2 separate regions of the Danio rerio genome follow, and region 1 is linked to region 2. A link is a contact called in public Hi-C data. All regions are on one chromosome and are shown on one strand. Each heading gives the region's core, a stretch centred on a gene start, on an enhancer-like site or on the middle of the called end of the contact. The rest is flanking DNA. Distances are from core to core; before and after follow the strand shown. Region 1 overlaps vti1a (vesicle transport through interaction with t-SNAREs 1A). Region 2 has its middle 77 kb from the start of crygmxl2.

Region 1 (5,634 bases), core at 1,673-4,172, 400 kb before region 2:
TATATATATATATATATATATATATATATATATATATATATATATATATTGTTTTACATTTAACTTCTAAAGTAGTAAAATAATTAAAGCAAGATTTATTATATTTTTTAGAATTCAACATGTAATTTATTAGCATTCTTGTCATAGTCATTTTATTTTAGTGAACTGTAATCAATACAAAATGCTTTGTTGCTAATTTGTTTATAATACTGTTTGATTTGTTTTTATTATGTTATATTACATACTACAATATGATAAAATAAGGTTTTATGGTTTCAATAAAAAATATTGTAACTGTCATATTTGTTTCTTCAGCAATTAAAACATTAGCTATCATAGTTAATATTTATTATTAGTTATTAGTAAGGCTAGACAGAATCTGCTAACATTTTTTGCTATTTCTGTGCAGAATTTTGTAGAAAATATGCTGATTTATGTGGAATGATTTTTGGGAGTATCGTAACTAAAAACATTATGTATTAAATTAAAAAATAATACCTTTTACTTAATGTTTAAATGTAAATCCAATTAGAGCCACTTATTTGGTAAACAAAGCAAGTTTCACATATAACACATCTACTAAAAGACAGAAAATATTACTTTATAAACCGTATTGTAAACAAATCATATGAACATTTTCATATTAGTCAATAATATTACTAAAATTTATTAAAAAAATCTGAATAAATATAGATTTACACAAGTAAATAAATAGACTCAATGATGGACAAAATTGCGGAAATCTGCAGATTTCTGCGTGCACAGATTCCACGTCGGCCTTGTTATTAGTAATAGTTATTATCAGTAATAATATTGTTATTATTAGTTATAAAAATTTGCAACATTTTGGTTTATTTATTTATTAATACAATTTTTTGGTTTAATTTACTTTACATTTTTTGCCTTATATCTGTAAATGATTTGTTCTTATTGTTATTGTTATATTCATTATTATTTTTCAACAGTGACCAAATCAAATATCACTTACTTCTCATCCTCATTGTATTTTCCTGTCACTTCAGACTTCATCATTCACTCTTAACAGTCAGTCATACTTTTCATTAATGACTTAATATCTCTTAACAACACTGCCTTCATCCTCATGGTAAATTTGAACAGCTGCCGGCCCTGCTTTGTTATGGATAGTTAACCCAGCACAGATAATCTTATTTGTTTTCAGATTAAATATGGCTCAACGCGTGACGCGTCCCAACACTGACCACCCAACATATAAAAAAAGCCCCACTCATCATTAGTGCTGTCCGTCTGTCCCTCCGTGGCTGCTTGTGTCTCACTGTCCCTCAAAGTGGCTTCCTCCTCTGCAGGCCGCGTCCCGGACCGGTGCGGCCGCCGGCTCAGGACGCCCACTGAACATGAAACACATCGGCCGATCTGTCAGCTGGGGGCTCCATCTGTCAGTCAGTGGGACAGCTTCACTTTTGTCTGGGGAGGGAGTCGGGCAAATACGACAGGGCGGGGGGCATTCGGATGTACCCTGTTTTGTGTCTGCTGCCATCGTCCTGACATATTTAATAATAGTTTGCATGACTGTTATCGAAACGGATGCATTATATGAGTGATGGTGTTGGCTTCTTGGGTCTTGTTTACATTGCAGAAGCCAACAGGTTAAAGGGATAGTTGACCCCAAATTGAAAACTCACCATTTAGTCATCGAGTAGTTGCAAATATTTATGAGTATTTTTTTTTTCCTATCAAACATAATAGACAGAAAATATGATATTTTGGAGAATTTACACTAAGAAAATGATTGTTCAAACTATTTATTTATAATGAGCAGAAATAACATCATTATTTATATATTTATTCTAAAACCTAATGGTTTTATGTTCATTCCACTTAAATTTGTTACGTTAACTTAATCGATTTGTGTTGGGACTACTTAAATAAATTGTGGAACCCAGCATTTTTTACAGTGTAGGAGGCTGGTGTTTATCGACTTCCATAATAGGAAAAAGAATTACTATAGAAGTCAATTAGTGGTTTCTTATATTCTTTAAAATTATCTTCTTTTGTTAATATAAAATGACTAAATATTTATTTATTTACTTACTTATTTATTTATTTATTTGTTTGTTTGTTTGTTTGTTTGTTTGTTTGTTTATTTGTTTGTGTGGGATATCACTTCAAGTGAACTTAAACCATTTGAAAAACATCTATACAATGGGCTTAGTTTCTTTGAATGTACAAAATAATAATATAAAATTATAATTACACATTAATATACAACTGACTTACTTAAACTACAATAAAATTTCTGTTTCAAAAGAGAAAACTTGCATTAAAGCAGCTCAATTTGTTATATAATGTAATAAAATTGATCTTGCATGTCTTATTGATAAGTGTAATTTGAGTTAAAAAAAAACACTTTACAAAATGTCTTACTGTACTTTTTGCATCTTGAAAATGCATAGATTTATATTGCACCTCATAATGCTTGGATATAATAAGTGTACAGCAGAAGTTAACTTTCAAAATTAAACAGCTTTAAACCAATTAAATCTTTAATAAAAGTCATGTTATTTTTATTATTAGGTGTAACTCTAAAGTCTAGTGTGAGTAAAATATATTTGTTTACTTTTGTTTAATTTTCTAGGTTTTAAAGAGTATTTACTAGCCTATACAATATGTATTTTATATGTAAGTTTCTAATAATTTTGTGTATTTTCTTAAGTAAATGTATTGCACTCGGATCTAATGTACAACATTACTTACAAACAAACGTATTTATTATTTTATGTTTTCAAATATTTGTAATTATATTGCACCTCAAAATGCAACTTCTTTTACTTTTTGCTTGGCCATGGCAGTTTTGACTCCCATAAATGAATCTACCTTGTATTAAATGTAGAGAGACTCCTGCAGTCTACAGATTGGCAGATAGGCTGCGCCCTTGAGCCACCGTTAAAAAAAAGAGACCTTCTCAGAGAATAGTCTCCACACTGGGGCACAAGAGGCCTCCACCGCTCGCCTCTCTCTCTGCTCCAGTCTTTGGATGTTTCTCCTGGTGCTGAAAGTTCCTGAAAAGATAAGCTTTGCTCGCAACTCTAGGAGCTCATTTGAGTTTTATTTATTTAGCACAGTGTTTTTTTTTATGTGCGTGTTTGAGAGGGAGTGTGTTTGTGTGCACTGCTGAATCCCTGCTGAGAGCATCAGTATTTTCAGATCTGTATGTAGGGGCGATACTGAACATCAGCAGCATGATATTTCAGCTATTATTATTCCCTCTTTAAAAAAAGGGACCAGACTAGATTTGTCACCTCACCTATGAAGTTTGTTTGAATTGAACATGATGCCATTGCTCGATGAAAACTTTCACATTCATTTGTATTATTCAATTTTTTACTCTGTTATTCATGGTGTCCACACTTGATTTGAGTCGTTTAGAATAGGTTAAAATATAGATGAGGTTGATTTGAGCAAAATTATTGTCTTGTGGTAATGGGCTTAATTGTTTTAGTGATTTCACTTAAGGTCATAATTAAATTGCAAAATAGAATCAAGGAAATCCTTTTATGTTTTTTTTTTTTTAATGTAGATTGATAGATGTTGACTACTGCGTTAACCTCTAAATTATTAACAAAAAGCTTTTAAGTCTGTGTTGAATTTCTGTTGATCTAAAAATATTAGATGAGGCGTCTTGTGTACACTTAAAAATAATGATTTTTTAAACTACTTATTTAAAATGAGTCGAATCACCACAATTCTTGTGTCAGGTTTTTGGGACAGCTTAATTGTTTTATGTTCAGTCCACTTAAATTTGCAAAAACTTATTTTATGTTAAATTAATCGTTTTGTGTTTGGTCAACATGAAGTTGTGTGAAACCCAGCACTTTTTTACAGTGTATGTATGTGTTTTAAGCTGAAAATGGGTTCTTAACATTTGTGCATTATTTAAATTGCTTTATGAAATTATTAATCTATATTTAAGGCAGATATTAGTGTATTGTTGCTGCTTTTTAAAATTACAATACATACAGCAGTAGTCTTTGTCTAAATTAATTGGTGGTTAATATTGTGTAAGGATTTCTTTTAAGGATGATCGTTTGTATTTGGGCTGCACGATATTGGAATGATCTGAAATTGCGATATTTTATTTTTCTGCAATATTGCGATATTAATACAGTTTCACAAGGTTGTTTGAACAGCTATTTTTGATGGTTTTCTGGGGAGTCTAACAGTATTCCAGTATAGAAATTGAATAATAACAATGAAAAAAATATATAAAATAAAAGCTTTTCTTACTTTTTGTCTTGTTTCAAGTCCATATATCAAAAACATTCTTTGACCAACTAAAAATATTGTTTAGTTTTCACATTCAGAAAAAAATGAGTGAAAATTGAGGTTTTTTTTATTTATTTTTTTTATTTTTTTAAGGAAATGCTCTGCCTGTGAGGTAAGTGAAATTTAGCTTGTTTTTGCTTTAAAATGTAGATATTTGGACAAGAAACAAGACAAAAATTCTAAGTAATAAATGTTTTTTTTTTTTTGCATAAAATATATACATTATATAAAAATACTGTAATTAAATGCAATTTTGTAGCTCCTGGATAACTATAATTCAGACTCGACTTTGCATATCTTTGCTATTTGTCTATAGTGGATTTGCACATTGGCGATATGCTGATACGATACAGTATATTGTTTAGCCCTAGTTTGTATAGAAATCTGAATTTGACTTAAATTAAATTGGTGGAATTCCGCTAATAATCACATCTAACTGAAGCATAAGGGAGAATTGGAGGTTGAAAATAAGTGATTGTTTTATTTTTTGCAAGTATTATAACTGGAGGCAAAGAAACTCTTACATTTCAGCGTTCTAATTTATTGAACATAATTTATTCGAAACATTTATCTGATTTGTTCCCTTGATTGCTTATGATGTTTGCCAGATGATTCAATACAATTATAAAATAAATTGTAAATATATATATATATATATATATATATATATATATATATATATATATATATATATATATATATATATATATATATATATATATATATATTAGTAATCCATGCAGATATAAATGCTTCTTTCTATTTATTATTAACATTATAGAATTTTCCTTAAATCAGTATTAAATCATATATATATTTTTAATTTAGGTATGTTCATTCATTCATTCAATTTTTTTTGTCCACAAATCACAAATAAACACAACACAGGTTCACCATACTGTACAAAAAGACAGAACGTAAATGATAAATATAAAATAATGCATTTGAAATATAAATGCATAAAAGAGGTCAAGTACTATAATGAGTTAAAGCAAGACAAAGAAGTTATTCAGCTGCATTTAAAATCATACACCGATTGAGAAGAGTTTTATTTGCTGGCATTTTAAGGTTGTTTTCATACTATAGATTTTTTTTCTCCAGTGTTCAGCTTACTTGTTTTCATCAACAAACCCATAAGGTTGAGTTGCCATGCATAACCGCATTGACCATGGTGAGGTGTTTTCTGAAAAATCTCACACGAAACACCCAATGCCATCTGCTGCTGCAGACTCATTTCGATTACACACAAACAAAATGCAATCCCAAGCCTTCATCCTGCCAGAGATTGCCAGCTTTCTTTCATGATCAACTTAGTCAGATAAAAATAGTCAG
Region 2 (5,787 bases), core at 2,438-4,937:
GATTTTTTTCAATATTGGATTATTGGAATACTATTATGGTATATCAAAATGTCCTGTCTAATTTTAAACTTTTGAGGTAACCCTTCGGGATCCATTCAGTTGTACTTGACTACAACATTACTCGATTGAGATGAATTTATTGAACCACCAAAGACGTCTTGTACAATTCAGAAACTATGCAGAGTTTATAATAAGCTCTTTCTCTCTGAAACTTTTCTTCATGCATTGGAAGCTGCATTTTTTATTTATTTATTTTTTCATTTTGCAGGACTGCTGAACCAGGAGTCACTGCTAACTGGAGAAAATATCAAAATCAAAGTCCCCTTCAGTTCCGGCACATTCACAAACACTGGTAATCACGTTCTCTGGCGTTTTCTCCCCACATGAAACATCTTATTTGCTTTGATTGTGCTGTTTAAATGATTAGCATGGCAGCTCAGTGGAGACAGGGGCAGAGAGTGTATGTGTGTGCATGTGTGTATGTCTCCTGCTGAGCTCACTGGGTCTGAATGGAGATGAGTTCACCCCGTCACATCACATGTATCTGGATACATATTATGAACATACTGCATGATGTATGGACACAAAAACAAACTGCTGCTTTCTTTCTTGTGCATCTGTAGTCTCATCATCTGTTATGATCACATCTCATGTCCTTATTTTAGCTAAAGGGCCTCACAGACCTGATGATGCTCAGGAGATGCTCACTATATATGATTAACAGTGAAAATTAAACCAAACTGAACTGAACTAAACTAAACTTCAGCTCTGAAAACTGGACTGACACAGTCTCAATTTACTAGAACATCTATGTTAAGCTGCTTTGACACAATCTACATTGTAAAATCACTACAGAAATAAAGATGAATTGAATTAATAAATAATAACAATTATGTTGTTGTCTGAAATTAATATTGTGATGCATTTTAATGTTATTCACGGCATCATGTTAGTTCTTAATTTTTAAAATCTTTATCACTAAAAAAAACAATAAAGAGACTAATATTTATCTATTTTTGAACTACCTTTTTGAAAAACCTCAAATGGATTTAATATTGGACTTTTAAAGGTACGATTGACATTCCCATCGTAAACTGAAAAGTTGAATGTATTTATATTTATAATGCATTTGAATTTATCTACTTCATAGTTGATCAGAAAAAAATAATAAGATAATGCGCAGATAATGTAAAAGTTTTTTTTTCACAACTACATTTCATTTATCTCTAGACAAACATGACAATAAATTCATATATATATTTCATTATGATATATATATATATATATATATATATATATATATATATATATATATATATATATATATATATATATATATATATATATATATATATATATATATCCTCCGGGCCCTCCGGTTTCCTCTCACAGTTCAAAAACTTGAGGTACAGGTGAATTGAATAAACTAAATGTGTGTGAATGAGAGTGTATGGGTGTTTCTCAGTATTGGGTTACATCTAGAAGGGCATCCGCTGCGTAAAACATATGCTGAACAAGTTGGCGGTTCATTCTGCTGTGGCAACCCCTGATTAATAAAGGGAGTAAGTCTAAAAGAAAATGAATGAATAAATACGTTTCAGTATTTCAAAAATGTATGCAATGATGCTATTTTATCATTTTAGACTATTGTTAGTTCACATATTCATAGCTGTTTACAAATCTATTATACAATCAATTTTTAATAGTAAATATTATTATCATTGATCTTGTTCAATTATTCAAAGAGTTCTTTTACATTTAGGAACTAATGTTTATTGTATTATTAATATTAAGAATTGGTGATTTGCTAGAAATCATAGTCTACAAATAATTAATGAATAATATTATCAACATAATTGTGGTAAATGTAGGTATTTATATTTTCATGGTTAGGGTTGTGTGTGTGTGTGTGTGTGTGTGTGTATTAATTTCATTTATTTATTATATTATTTCATTATATATATATATATATATATATATATATATATATATATATATATATATATATATATATATATATATATATATATATTAAGTCAGAATTATAGCCCCCCTCAATTATTAGCCCCCCTGTTCATTTTCCCCCCAATTTCTGTTTAACCGAGAGAAAAAAAATTCAATACATTTCTAAACATAATAGTTTTAATAACTCATTTCTAACATCTGATTTGTTTAATTTTTGCCTTCATGAGGGTAAATAATATTTGACTAGATATTTTTCAAGACACTTCTATACATCTTAAAGTGACATTTAACGGCTAAACTATAGGTTTATTAGGTTAGCAGGTTAGGGTAAAGCTATTGTATAACGATGGTTTGTTCTGCAGACTATCGAAAAAATATATATAGCTTAAAGGGGCTAATAATTTTGACCTTAAAATGGCTTTTTAAAATTAAAAAATGATTTTATTCTATCCGAAATAAAGCAAATAATAAGAAAAAATATTATCAGACATACTGTGAAAATTTCCTTGCTCTGTTAAACATAATTTGGGAAATATTAAAAAAATAAATCAAAGGGGGGCTAATAATTCTGACTTCAACAGTATATTCTATATATTTTTTTATCATGGCAATTAAAAAATGCTCATACGTTTCTTCGTTCATAACTCACTGTCATTTCCTAATCTCTTGGAATTCCCATTTGAAAGGAGTTGAAAAACTTTGGCCTCGTCTATTTTCTTTGTGATGTGTGAGAATGGTGTGTTGTCGCGGGCTTTAAAGCAGCTTGTCAGATAGAGAACTGGCGCGTTTGTCTTGTACTTTAGCGCCACCAGGTGTCCGAAACACAGATCTAGCACCTGCAGAGAAAAAAAAACACTGGATCTGTTTGAAGCTCTGGAAAGCTCTGTCATCCTGCTCCTCTGTCCGACACGATGCAGGTTTGTAAACACAACACAGTGTATGATGAGCAGAGCACTACAACTCATAAAGCTGAGAACTACAGTGGCTTGACAATCTCTATTGTTTCTCCACAGCCCAACGTCCGGCAATATCAAAGCGCAACCGCTCACATTTACAGCCACAAAAATAGCTCCTGAAGCCAACACAAACATCTGATTACTGACAAACTGTCTTTTCCACGTTTCCACTTCGCTTCTAATCTAACTTGGCACCAATGCCTCCATTTATATTTGAGGATAAAGCAACAGAAGGCAGAGCAGCCAGAAGATATTACGACTGGAGCCCAGTGCGCCGCGAGATAGGCAGGCCGGCGCTCTCTATTCCCATCTTTTCTCTCGTAGCATCCGCACCATGAAAGCCAAATGAAGCGCGGAAAGAAATGAAAGTCTTTCTTTTCCCACCCAATTCCCTGCCAACATCTGTCACTGCCAGTGCTTTGCATTTGTGGTTTGTTTGTTTTTTGCTCTTTGTGTGTATGTGTGTGTGTGTTGTCCTGCGTTCTTGTTTACAGTTCTCCATTGTGGACCATGTTGATCGCCCCTGACAGGTGTGTAAGACTTTCTCTCTCTCCCGCCACCTGTCCATCTCTGATTCCGCTGTCTATCACCGTCCAGCCTGGCCTCACTAAAATAATGAATCCCTCTGATAAGCGTATGTGAGCGGCAGACTCGGCTTCATATTAGTCCGGTCCTGTTCTTATTGAGGAGGTGCACAGAGACTCCATCCCTCGGCGCGATACCGCGGATGAGGCCCTTTCTTTGTAAGCAGCGGAGGAAAAAAACATGTCTCGCTTTTCATGCCTCTGGCGCTCACACACCTACAGCTACTCTGGGAACCGGCGAGGGTATATGGAAAGGAGAGAAAGAGAGAATAAAACACAAAGGAAAGGAAGAGAAAGGAAAAAGACACCAGAAGAGGTGAATGTGTGAAGACTAAACGGGCTAAACTTGCCGCTTGCTGCGCAGTTGGCGAGCTGCTGGAGTCAGATCTATAAATCATCAGCGCTCCATCTGTGTTGTATCAATGAAGCGATCTTCGGACAAACTTGGCCTGTTCCGGCCATCAAAACCTTTCCAGCATTTGAGAAATCAGTTATCTTCGAAATCAGATCCAATAAGCAGGAGAAAGTAGACCGAGAGATCATGGATGAAGCGAGGAGAGACTGTGAACACTATAAATTTATATTGCCACGCGCCAAAGTCAAGTTTTCCAATCTTAGTCAAAGTTTGATCTTAATCTGAACACAGATTAACATGAGCTCTAAAGCGGCACTTTTTAATTAACACACACACACACACACACACACACACACACACACACACACACACACACACACACACACACACACACAGTATATATGTATACGCTCTTTATATATAAGCTCTATATATATATAAGCTCTAGATCAAACTCCCTTTCAAACCTGACTTTGGTGAATGGCAATATTTTAAAATTCTCTCATTTATGTATGCATATTTATCACTTCAATATTTTCTTTCAGTGTTGCATTGGAATTAAATAAAAATAATAATAATAATAAAGCCATTTTATCACTATAAAATAAATAAATAGCTGCAAATAAGTAATTTATTTTAGTTGACATTATTTTATATTCTTAAAGAGCCTGTAGAATTCAGATACTTCAGCACTGCTGTCAGCAACTTTTGCTCGTGCTTGCACATGCAGACCTAAAGTACCTAACAAATGTGACTCAATCCCCAGATATACACTGACAAAACCTTATTTTCTTATTTCTTATTCTAAGAAGTCAAACAAAGTTGTAAATACTACTACTGACACAAGCTTTCTTTATATCCACTTATTTTTATACACATTTTTTATTACCTTTATGACCCCAATCTCAGACATACAACATTTTTTTCATACTTTTGCACTATTCTATGCTATTTCATAGTAGAAATAATGTGAATAGTGTGTTCACACTGAAAAACATTTACTTAAAGTACTTGAAATATGCATTATTTAACTGAATTTAAAAAAAAAAGTTTAACTGAGTGAGTTAAATGTTGAACACTTCATTCAGTCAACTGCCACATCATTCCTTTCTCACAGAAACAGAAGTGCGTAGTTTACATAGTGCGTAGAATAAATGACTCAAGAACTGTTTTTTTATATACACTACCAGTCAAAGTAGGATTTTTAAGTGTTTTAAAATAAGCTTCTCCTGCTCACCGAGGCTGCTTTTATTTAATCAAAAATACAGTACAAATTGCACAATTGTGAAATGGCATTGCACTATAAAATAACTCTTCAAAAGTACTTTATAATTTAATTTAATCATTTATTCTAGTGATTTTAAAGATGAACTTTCAGCTTCATCATTACTCCAGTCTTAAGTCACATGATCCTTCAGAAATCACTCTAATATCAATAAGTATTGTTAGTTAAGTATTGTCCAACACACCTGCCTGAAAGTCTAGTATACCTAGAAAGAGCTTGATTAGCTGGTTCAGGTATATTTAATTGGGGTTGGAACTAAAATATGCAGGACACCGGCCCTCCAGGACCGAGTTTGAACACCACTGATCTATGGCAATTGTTAATCATTAGCACGCTCTAAAATCTCATTCACAAAATTACTAACGCTACACTGTAAAAACAATAGTTGGTTTTGTCCATTTGGCCCAAAGTTGAGTTTGAGACAACCCTGCATTTTCTTATAATAATTAGCAATTTCTGTCGTTTAAACTTTCTGACACTTTCCGTTGACATTAAAAAACACTGCTCATCAAGTCAACATGATCAAATGCCATTTTGACTTCTATTTAGCATGGAAGTTAGCATATTCAGACACACAGTTGGATCTCCTATAGCTTATACAAAGCAACATGTAATGCCATTTAATGAACTGTAGATTTATAA

The links. A called contact is a pair of places that touch in the nucleus more often than the background predicts.
Region 1: a Hi-C map of embryo shows a contact between it and region 2, with 2.5 times the contacts expected there. The contact joins two enhancer-like sites. A contact is called at or near these places in 8 of 18 Hi-C or Micro-C datasets (caudal fin, embryo, fibroblasts and 2 more) and 1 of 4 datasets of contacts at active chromatin or transcription factors (caudal fin).

Annotation. Positions count from the first base shown.
Region 1 is chr12:33,213,244-33,218,877 of GRCz12tu, reverse strand. The region is part of intron 5 of vti1a (vesicle transport through interaction with t-SNAREs 1A); the gene reads left to right. Among named protein-coding and RNA genes, the nearest start is that of vti1a, 100 kb to the left of the region's middle. Within about 2 kb of position 2,922, at least 31 of the 62 cell types and tissues checked have an H3K27ac peak or open chromatin away from gene starts, as enhancers often do.
Region 2 is chr12:32,813,986-32,819,772 of GRCz12tu, reverse strand. No RefSeq gene overlaps it. Among named protein-coding and RNA genes, the nearest start is that of crygmxl2, 77 kb to the right of the region's middle. Within about 2 kb of position 3,687, at least 5 of the 62 cell types and tissues checked have an H3K27ac peak or open chromatin away from gene starts, as enhancers often do.